Linked DNA regions of Ovis aries: region 2 is linked to region 1. Evidence: chromatin contacts called from public Hi-C data. All regions are on one chromosome and are shown on one strand. Each heading gives the region's core, a stretch centred on a gene start, on an enhancer-like site or on the middle of the called end of the contact. The rest is flanking DNA. Distances are from core to core; before and after follow the strand shown.

The links. A called contact is a pair of places that touch in the nucleus more often than the background predicts.
Region 2: a Hi-C map of liver shows a contact between it and region 1, with 4 times the contacts expected there. The contact joins two enhancer-like sites. A contact is called at or near these places in 12 of 16 Hi-C or Micro-C datasets (blood, hypothalamus, liver and 6 more).

Annotation. Positions count from the first base shown.
Region 1 is chr8:59,573,498-59,578,335 of ARS-UI_Ramb_v3.0, reverse strand. SGK1 (serum/glucocorticoid regulated kinase 1) reads left to right here. Exons shown (of 14, transcript XM_042253494.2): 12 at 380-535; 13 at 639-728; 14 at 1,125-2,318. The coding sequence ends at 1,292. Among named protein-coding and RNA genes, the nearest start is that of SLC2A12, 84 kb to the right of the region's middle. Within about 2 kb of position 3,000, at least 9 of the 54 cell types and tissues checked have an H3K27ac peak or open chromatin away from gene starts, as enhancers often do. A contact at or near this core is called in hypothalamus and liver, where this site is marked.
Region 2 is chr8:60,144,809-60,149,646 of ARS-UI_Ramb_v3.0, reverse strand. No RefSeq gene overlaps it. Among named protein-coding and RNA genes, the nearest start is that of ALDH8A1, 120 kb to the left of the region's middle. Within about 2 kb of position 1,941, at least 15 of the 54 cell types and tissues checked have an H3K27ac peak or open chromatin away from gene starts, as enhancers often do. A contact at or near this core is called in hypothalamus and liver, where this site is marked.

The DNA.
Region 1 (4,838 bases), core at 1,751-4,250:
CTTTGCAGACTTGATCATCATGTCTCTCTCTTTATCAGTAAGCTTAACAAATGTTAACGTGACAGGCATATTGGTTAAATTATAGGTGCCTTAAGATAAACCCTTACCTAGTAGATTTTTCTTTTCTAAGTTCACACTTTACTAGGTTTGACCACACTTAACATATGTGAGAGTGAAAAACATGGCTTATTAGCATCTACCCCCGCCTCCCATCAGGGTGGCGAAATATAGTCACTGAAAAATCCAAGGCAAAGAAAACCTATCAAGTGATAGACTTTGTCAAATCCAGCTTCATGCATTACAGTCTGAGTCTTGATTGGTAATGAGTGCTCTCCAGAACTTCCAGTTGACTAGTAAGTAATCCTCCCCCTTCTTTCAGCCTCCCTTTTATAGCCGAAACACAGCTGAGATGTACGACAACATTCTGAACAAGCCCCTCCAGCTGAAGCCAAATATTACAAACTCTGCAAGACACGTCCTGGAAGGCCTCCTGCAGAAGGACAGGACAAAGAGGCTGGGTGCCAAGGATGACTTTGTGAGTCACGTTTCCTGTCGTCCTGGGCTGTCTGGGTAGAGCACTAGACCCCACTGCCCATCCTGAATTTCAGGCATCTAAATTCATGTTTCTTTCTCAACAGATGGAGATTAAGAATCATGTCTTCTTCTCCCTAATTAACTGGGAAGATCTCATTAATAAGAAGATTACTCCCCCTTTTAACCCAAATGTGGTGAGTAGCTCTCTTGGGCATGTATGGAAACCCATGGGCTTCTCTTTTAAGTCAGAGTTGATGGCACTGGTGAGGGTGGGGGGCCCCCCCCCCCAAGGAATAAATTGGCATATATTTTATTCATAAACCATTATTTTACCCACAGAAAAAGTAGAACTCCTATCTCAATGAAGCTCACATAATTTTTCAACACATTTATAAATTAAAGTAGCGAAAGACAGAAAACATGACCTTCATAGTTTAAACTTTACGTGCCCTGTGGGTTTTGTGCTTGAAATGGTTTGTGATGGTCCCTATATAGCACCTAAAGCTTGCACAAGAATTTCCCTGCCTTGTCTTCCCTGTGAATTCTTGACATGGAGCATGTTTTGTTTTGTTTTCCTCTTCCTGCAACAGAGCGGACCCAGCGACCTGCGGCACTTTGATCCTGAATTCACCGAAGAGCCGGTCCCAAACTCCATCGGCCGGTCCCCGGACAGCCTCCTCCTCACAGCCAGCGTCAAGGAAGCGGCTGAGGCCTTCCTGGGCTTTTCCTATGCACCTCCCATGGACTCTTTCCTCTGAACGGTCTTAGGGTTGGTTGCAAAGGATTTTTTTAGTTAACCTTTTGGCAGAGCTGCCAGCTGACAGGACATCGTAAAAGAGAATTTGCACATCCCTGGAAGCTTGCACATCTTGGCAGTCTTATTGCACAGTTTGCTGGAAGCTTTTCGAAGAGCACATCCTCCTCAGTGAGCTTGTGAGATTTTCCTCTTTATTCTTCCTTCCAATGTGGTGCTATCTCTGAAATGAGCAGCAGAGGGCCGCCCGAGACAGATGCAGTGGTCTCATTGGCAGGCGGCCGCTGGTCTGAGAAGGAGCTTCTGGAGGTCTGTCCGGGCCACGATAACGAATCTTATGAAATGTGCCTTTTCTGATGAGATCGTGTTAGCTCCAAAGCTTTTCCTGTTGCTGAGTGTTCTCGTTCTCTGTTTCTCCCTGTGGACTCCCTGTGTGATCCGCCGTGTGAGTGTGGTATGCTTGCTCACAGAAGGACTCAGTTATATGCATCAATGTGACGCTTGCAGGACACTACAATGTGGGACATTGTTTGTTTCTTCCATATTTGGAAGATAAATTTATGTGTAGACTGTTTTTTTGTAAGATATAGTTAATAACTAAAATTTATTGAAAATGGTCTTGCAATGACTTGTATCCAGATGCTTAAAGAAAGCATTGCTGCTACAAATATTTCTATTTTTAGAAAGGGTTTTTATGGACCAATGCCCCAGTTGTCAGTCAGAGCCTGGTGTTTTCATTGTTTAAAATGTCACCTATAAAATGGGCATTATTTATGTTGTGGTTTTTTTTTTTTTTTTGCATTCCTGATAATTGTATGTATTGTATAAAGAAAGTCTGTACATTGGGTTATAACACTAGTATATTTAAACTTACAGGCTTATTTGTAATGTAAACCACCATTTTAATGTACTGTAATTAACATGGTTATAATATGTACAATTCTTTCTCCCCTCCCTACCACACACCTTTTTGTGTGTGTGATAAACCAACTTTGGTTTGCAATAAAACCTTGAAAAATATTTACAGAAATTGTGTCATGTGCGTTATTTTATATACTTCAGTTAAGGGAACAATAGTAGATCCACTTAAAATCAAAAACCATGGTAATGCTGCTGTGATTGACAGTGGCTTGCTCCTCCAGAAGCATCAATCTCTGACTCCAGAAGAGAATCAGTCAAGTCACTTCAGTCGTGTTCAACTCTGTGCGACCCCATAGATGGCAGCCCACCAGGCTCCCCTGTCCCTGGGATTCTCCAGGCAAGAACACGAGTGGGTTGCCATTTCCTTCTCCAATGCATGAAAGTGAAAAGTGAAAGTGAAGTCGCTCAGTCTTGTCCGACTCTTAGCGACCCCACGGACTGCAGCCTACCAGGCTCCTCCGTCCATGGGATTTTCAATAGGGCAGTCTTAAAGTCTTTTTTTTTTTTTTTCAGGCCACACTGTGCGGTTTGCAGAATCTTAGTTCCCTAACTAGGGATTAAACCTGTGCCCCTGGCAGTAGAAGCTCTTGAGTCCTAACCACCGGACCACCAGAGAATTCCCTAAAGCCAATTTCTATCTGAGGGCTTTACCAGCATTCTGTGATGTCAGTCATTATCCACAAATCCATCCGAACAAATCCTTGTCCATTTAACTGCCTCAAGGACAGTCATGAAGTAATGTTCCCTATGTTTATTGCCTGCCCTGTGAAGTTGGCTGTTTGTCTCGACCTTTGTCTTGTCTGAAGTAACAGGTAATTCTTTAACAAATACTTGAGTGCCTTCACTGGGCCAACTATTCCAAGTACTGAAGATAAAGCAAGAGCAAAGCTGACGCATCTCTGCCCTTACAGAGCTTGCTGGGAAGGGCAGACTTGGTCAATAAAGCAGTTTGTTGAAATGGAAATCAAGATAATAGTCTGCAAGTCTAGGAGAATGCCACTAAAGAGGATGAGGATAAGTGGTTCTGTTCCCAAAATGCTGAGCCGGCAGGACTCCTGGTTCCTGAGAGTAACCAGAGCCGAACTGAGTCCAGTGTCAGCTCCGAGAAGGAGCCTGAAGGGACACATCCCTGACTTGGATCAGAAGCCTCTGGAGCTGGTATGCACCCGGCACTGCCTGGGCCCACCTGTATTCAGCCCACTGGAACAGTTCCTGTGGGAGAAGGGAGAAGAGCACTGCAGGAGAGCATCATCTTGTACACAAGCTGTTTGGACTTTTTCTCTTTTCTAGGCCTTCCAGAAATTCCTCGCATACACGGGATCCTCCAATAGTTGGTCTTGCGGCTGTAGGCCTACTGCACACGCTTTATCTTGACCTCTCAGTTTGCACAGGGATTTCTCTGGGGACAGTTGTTTTCCCTTTTATCATGGCTCTTCTATCTTGCTAAAGGGTAGCCCCTGATCAAGCTCTGCATCTGAGTTACGGCTCTTCCGTCCAGACACTAGCTGCATTTTAAACCCCTTACCTACCGCAAATGCCAAAGTCAACCACATGCTTGCTAAGTCACTTCAGTTATGTCCAACTCTGTGACCCCATGGACTGTAGCCCATCAGGCTCCTCTGTCCATGGGGATGCTCCAGGCAAGAACACTGGAGTGGATTGCCCTCCTCCAGGAGATCTTCCTCATCCAGGAATCAAACTTGTGACTCCTGTCTCCTGCATTGACAGGTGGATTCTTTATTACTAGCGCCACCTGGGAAGCTCAAAAGTCAACTATAATGATAAAGAAAATCTAAAAAGTCCTAGTAAAGATTGATCCTAGGCCTGACAGAAAGGCTTTCTGTGTATCTTCCCCTCATTCTCTTGATGAATAACAGTTAAGAGCGCCTCGATGAAAAATAAGTACTTAAAACATTTTTATCTTAACATGAGTCTTTCAGCTGGCATTCTCCCATCTAATTAGACATAACTCAGAGGAGCTCATCATGGATTACAAAGCTTTTTAATCTTTTGAGGGTAGAAATGTGGCTTCTGGCTTCAGTCAGTTGCTATGTAAGATCTGATATACATGGCTGGAGAGCAGATAAAGCCAGATGAGACCCGAGTGTTGTCACACAAACAGGAGGAGATTAGATCAAACACAACTGGGTGGGAAGGGAACAGGGCCAGAACAGGGAAGTCCAGAAAGAACAAAGGATCAATATATTAAAAAAAAAAAAGGCAAATATTTACTAAACACTATGATGTCAAGCAGTACATGTGCAGAAGTATCTTTTATCTAGGGGTGTGGGATACACCTTTGTCAGCATTTGAAACTACATTTGAGCACGATGGTGGATAAAAGGAACAATTCACTTCTCCATAGGTTTTCAGCTGTGTAGCCGCTCAAATATGGATTTAGGGGGAATGTATTCAGCTAAGATTCCTGCAAATTGAAGTGGGATTTTGAAACCACTGCTACCGTGAAGATAACTCAAGTACCATGCTTAGGAAATTTGCCATCTACTTGGGGCACCCACCCATGGTATAAGGCCAGTGGAGAATGAGGGCTAAAGAGAACCTCAGAAGTTTAGAAGTTCTCTGTGGGGTTGGCTGCTAGGGGTTGGCTGCCTAGAGCAGGCTTCTAAAC
Region 2 (4,838 bases), core at 692-3,191, 570 kb before region 1:
AGGCTGATGTCCTCACAAAGCTGATGGACTTTTCTAGGAGTCTTTTCACAACTGTGTTTTTCTGATGTTTCTTAAGGTGGCCTTTCTTACTCCTTTATTCTTCAGCCTATGGTGATTTACATGTGCCTTATTCTGTTTTATTACATCTTGTAGTCTGAAAGGTTTCTGCCTATTTCTTCTGAGTGCTTGGAAATAGAATGCTTATCAAGTTATTTCCCCATTTACAAAGCAGGCCCCTTGTTGAATGAGAATGAAGTGATTAAAATGGATGATTGTGAATACTTAAATGTACTCTTCAGAGAATTTATACAGGAACAAAATAAAAAGAAAACCCCCAAAATTTCTAATTTAAAATTATTTTTTCCTTTCAATAAATACTTCATGCTTGTAGCTGTCTTTATTACAAAGAAATAGATCAGGAGCCAACAGATCTGAGTTCTTGTCCCAGCACTGGCAAATAGTTCATGTGCAGGGTCTCCATTCCACCCGCCATTCAGTGAAGGAACTCTCTATTTTTATGAGGAAAACATCTTCAAAATAGCTGGAATGAATAAAGTACTTTATTTCCTGGAGATTCGCAAAACACTATCTCTTTGCTGTATATAGCAGATACTGTGATGGTATCTTATTGCATATAAAGTCCAAATTCTCTAGAATGGCATCTAAGCGTCTTTGTATTCTATTCCTAAAGTGCCTTTCTACATCACTTCTCATTGTCTTCTTGGACTTTTTATTTTGCGAATACTGTAGACTCTTTGCTGATCCTTTATCATACCATGTACTTTCTTGACTCTGGGCCCTTGTTATTGCTGTTCCCATTCCCACCTCTCTTTCTTCACAAACCAAAGGCCTACCTACCTTCAAAACTCAACTCCAATGTTTTCTTGTTTGTGCAGCTTTTTAAAAATTAATTTTTATTAGAGCATTGTATATGTGCTGCCAAAGTGAGCACTTTATTGGAGCATGGTTGCTTTATAATACTGTGTCAGTTTCTTGCTGTACAGCAAAGTAAATCAGTCATACATATGCATACATCTACTCTTTTTTACATTTCCTTTCCATTAAGGTCACTACAGAGCACTGAGTAGAGTTCCCTGTGCTATATAGTATGTTCTTATTAACTATCTAGCCAATCCTAAAGGAAATCAACCCTGAATATTCATTGGAAGGACTGATGCTGATGCTGAAGCTCCAATACTTTTGCCACCTGACACGAAGAGCCGACTCATTAGAAAAGACCTTGACACTTGGAAGGATTACAGGCAGGAGGAGAAGGGGCTGGCAGAGGATGAGATGGTTGGATGGCATCACTGACTCAATGGACATGAGTTTGAGCAAGCTCCGGGAGATGGGAAAGGACAGGGAAGCCTGGCGTGCTGCAGTCCATGGAGTTGCAAAGAGCTGGACACGACTTAGCAACTAAAGAACATTAGTTATCTATCTTATAGTAATACATAGTAGGAGAAGGCAATGGCACCCCACTCCAGTACTCTTGCCTGGAAAATCCCATGGATGGAGGAGCCTGGTGGGCTGCAGTCCATGGGGTCACTAAGAGTCGGACACGACTGAGCAACTTCACTTTCATGCATTGGAGAAGGAAATGGCAACCTACTCCAGTGTTCTTGCCTGGAGAATCCCAGGGACGGGGGAGCCTGGTGGGCTGCCGTCTATGGGATCGCACAGAGTCGGACACGACTGAAGCGACTTAGCAGCAGCAGCAGCAGCAGCAGCAGCAGCAGTGTATATATGTCAGTTCACTGGGAAATTTTTGGGTATCGGAAAACATAGGGAAGGCAAAAGATCCAGAAATATTGTCCTGGGCAATCAAGGACAGCAGCAATAGAAGAGGGAGACTTTTTCATCCCCTTGTGTAAGAGCTGAAGTGCAGCTCACCTAGAAAAAGGATAAATTGCCACTAGATGACGCTGTTTCCTCATTAGGCAAAGGGATTTGTCACTGGGGTGTCCAGCACCACAGAGCCAAGAGTGCTGGCCTTAGGGCCAGGAATCTGCTTCCAGCTCGGCCTCTCAGGAGAAGGAGGCCTGGAAGGAAAAGACTTCTGAGTCTGGCCAGGATCTTTCATTTGTAAAACAAAAAATTCCTGGATTGGATGATGTCCGAAGTCTCTCCAATTACTTTAAATTTTTTTTTCATTTTTAAAAATCAAGCCTCAGCAATGTCTTTATGTAAACATACTCGTTGAACAGACATACCAGTTTTTCTTTAACTAAATCTCATTTGTATGCTTAAACTCGGTAAAAGATATGGGGCAGGAATCTAATAAACAATGGTGCGCCTGTGTGGATTGGGAGCCTTCCTGGGCCCAGACAACATTTCTCCTGTTTAAGCTTATTTCTGTGCTCAAAGACTTACAGAGCTAGAAAGACTCTTAGAAAGTGTACATTTCTAGCCTTTACTTTTCATGTCTAATGCCTAAGCATAAATTTCTCTGGGGGAGAGAATGGTGGCATTGTAATCTTTCCCATTATTAGTCCTTTTAGGGGCCGTAGCTCTGGATGTAGGTACCTATTTTCCAGGTCAGCTCTGAACTGCATTCTCTTTGGTATTCTATTCAATATCACTCGTGGGTTTTGAAGCTCTGCTAGGACTTACTGGATCATGGAATAAAATGAATGACACAGAACACCTAGCTATTGTGTTTGAGCTTCTTTCCTTGCCTACTCTTGGAACAGGGCTCTATGAAGCAGTGCTTTGCTCTGCGTTTGCTTCACAGGTGTTCAGTTAGGTGGAAGTTAAACTGCAAGTCCAGAAGATTGTGGTGGGTCAAGTGCTATAACTGTGTCCATCCCTTCCCCCCAAACCCAGAGGAAGTGCCCAGCTCCAAGGTTTTGTCTCTTTACCATAAGTGGAACCCAGATCATTTTAATGCACAGAAGTGCTCACTTTTCTTGGTGAGTCCTCAAGGTCATTGGTCTGCTGTTTCCTACAGTAATAGTAACAATAATTTATCTCTTGTAAACAAAATAGCATACCCTTAACCTACATACTGCTGTTAAAACATCATCCCAGTAGGACAAGGGAGTTGCTGACTGTGAAGGAGAATTGGCAAAATAGGGCAAATGAAACAAGGTTTGAAAACTCAGATGTTTTAGTCTCTGTCTTATAAATATCAGTGAAATAGCTTTCTACCTGAGAAAGATGATGGATTTCAATTTTATTCTTCCATTTTGTTTATATGTCTTAATGAAGAAGTTCTTAGTAAATATTCAATAAAAAAGAGACATGAATGCAGTGACTCCTGAATCTACCAATGACCCCCTTTACAGCCTCCCTGTGACCCAGCAAGTCCTCTTACTAGATCAGTTCAGGCTCTGTGTTCATAGTTAACAACGTTTCATTAGGGATGAAAAAACACTTTGCCTTTGCTTCCAAACATGAGTTGAGCTTTGATAGGGCTCCAGCAGGGAACAGCTTTCTCTTTTTTATCCTTTTGATTCCCTGGTGTGTAATCTTGTCTTTTGAAATAGTTGCAATCAGAACAAATTACCAAAAGAATGGGGAAGGAAAAGATTTCACAGTCGCCCTGGGTATTTTTTCGTTTTCTTTAACTATTGTTACCTTCCCTTAGTAATTGAAAATGATCCAAGAGATCTGTATGCACTTGGCAGTGTTTTTCTAAGTGTGTGAACTAGAGAGGGCTTTTAAGGTGACAGAGGTTGTGTTAGCCCAGGCTTAGCAGCTCTGGAAAACCAGTCACCTGCCTTGTTGCTTGATTCCCTGCCTCAACAGGGAGCATAGAGAGTTTTGGGGACAATGACTGCTATGGCTGGGGGAGAGTTCAAGCCCAGAATGGGAGAGGATTTAGAGGCTGGTCTTGCACTCACATTCTAGGTGCAGAGTTTAGTGTGGTTAGTGCATCCTTCACAGTCTTGAGTAGAGGTTAAAGAATGATGCTTTCAGAATCTGCCTTGAATTTTTTTTGATGCTCCTGTCTCACTAGGACCAAGGTCATTGTCAGGAAGGCAGCTTCACCGCCTCTCTGAAATCCAGGGGACACTTTGCACTGGCTGGTTCATTCATTACACCCTACCCATCTTGTGGGTATGGGCAGATGTGTGCCTGCTTCCTGACGTTCAGGGAAATTAAGAACATGACTGAGTTCTCTAAGACTAAGCAGACATTTGAGGAGAAGAGACAGGCTACCCCCTCCAGTATTCTTGAGCTTCTCTGGTGGCTGAGATAGTAAAGAATCTGCCTGCAATGTGGGAGACCTGAGTTCGATCCCTGGGTTGGGAAGATCCCCTGGAGGAGGGCATGGCAACCCACTCCAGTATTCTTGCCTGGAAAATCTCATGGACAGAAGAGCCTGGTGGGCTACAGTCCACGGGGTCGCAAAAAGTCAGGCATGACTGAGTGACTAAGCACAGCACAGCACAAGCGGACTTTTGAACATTTGGGAGGAGCGATTTCAGGGCAAGATGGGTGTTTATGACATTCCTGGGGATGCTAGGTGGCGGGGACACCTGCCACCTCAGGTGTCATTTCTTGAGCTTTATACTTGATGAATTAGAGATATATGAAGCAGAAGCAGTCAATTATTTCTAGACAAACTAGCACTGCCAGGCTTTACTCAGAAGGCTACAGGAAGAAAGGTCCTTGGAAAAGAGGCCTTGTCACTGAAGGAAAGTCAGGTGGAGAACAACTAACATCTAGTGCCTTGAACATATTACCTGTAATTGAATGAATTAATGAGCAGAGATTAGAAGGGCCTTGTAAGGACCTAGGACTTTCTGAGCTTCCTGTTATCCAAGACTAGGAAGCTGGTGGAATTGACTGTATCTGTCAAGTCCAAGGAGACATCAAGAGGTAATAAAGCT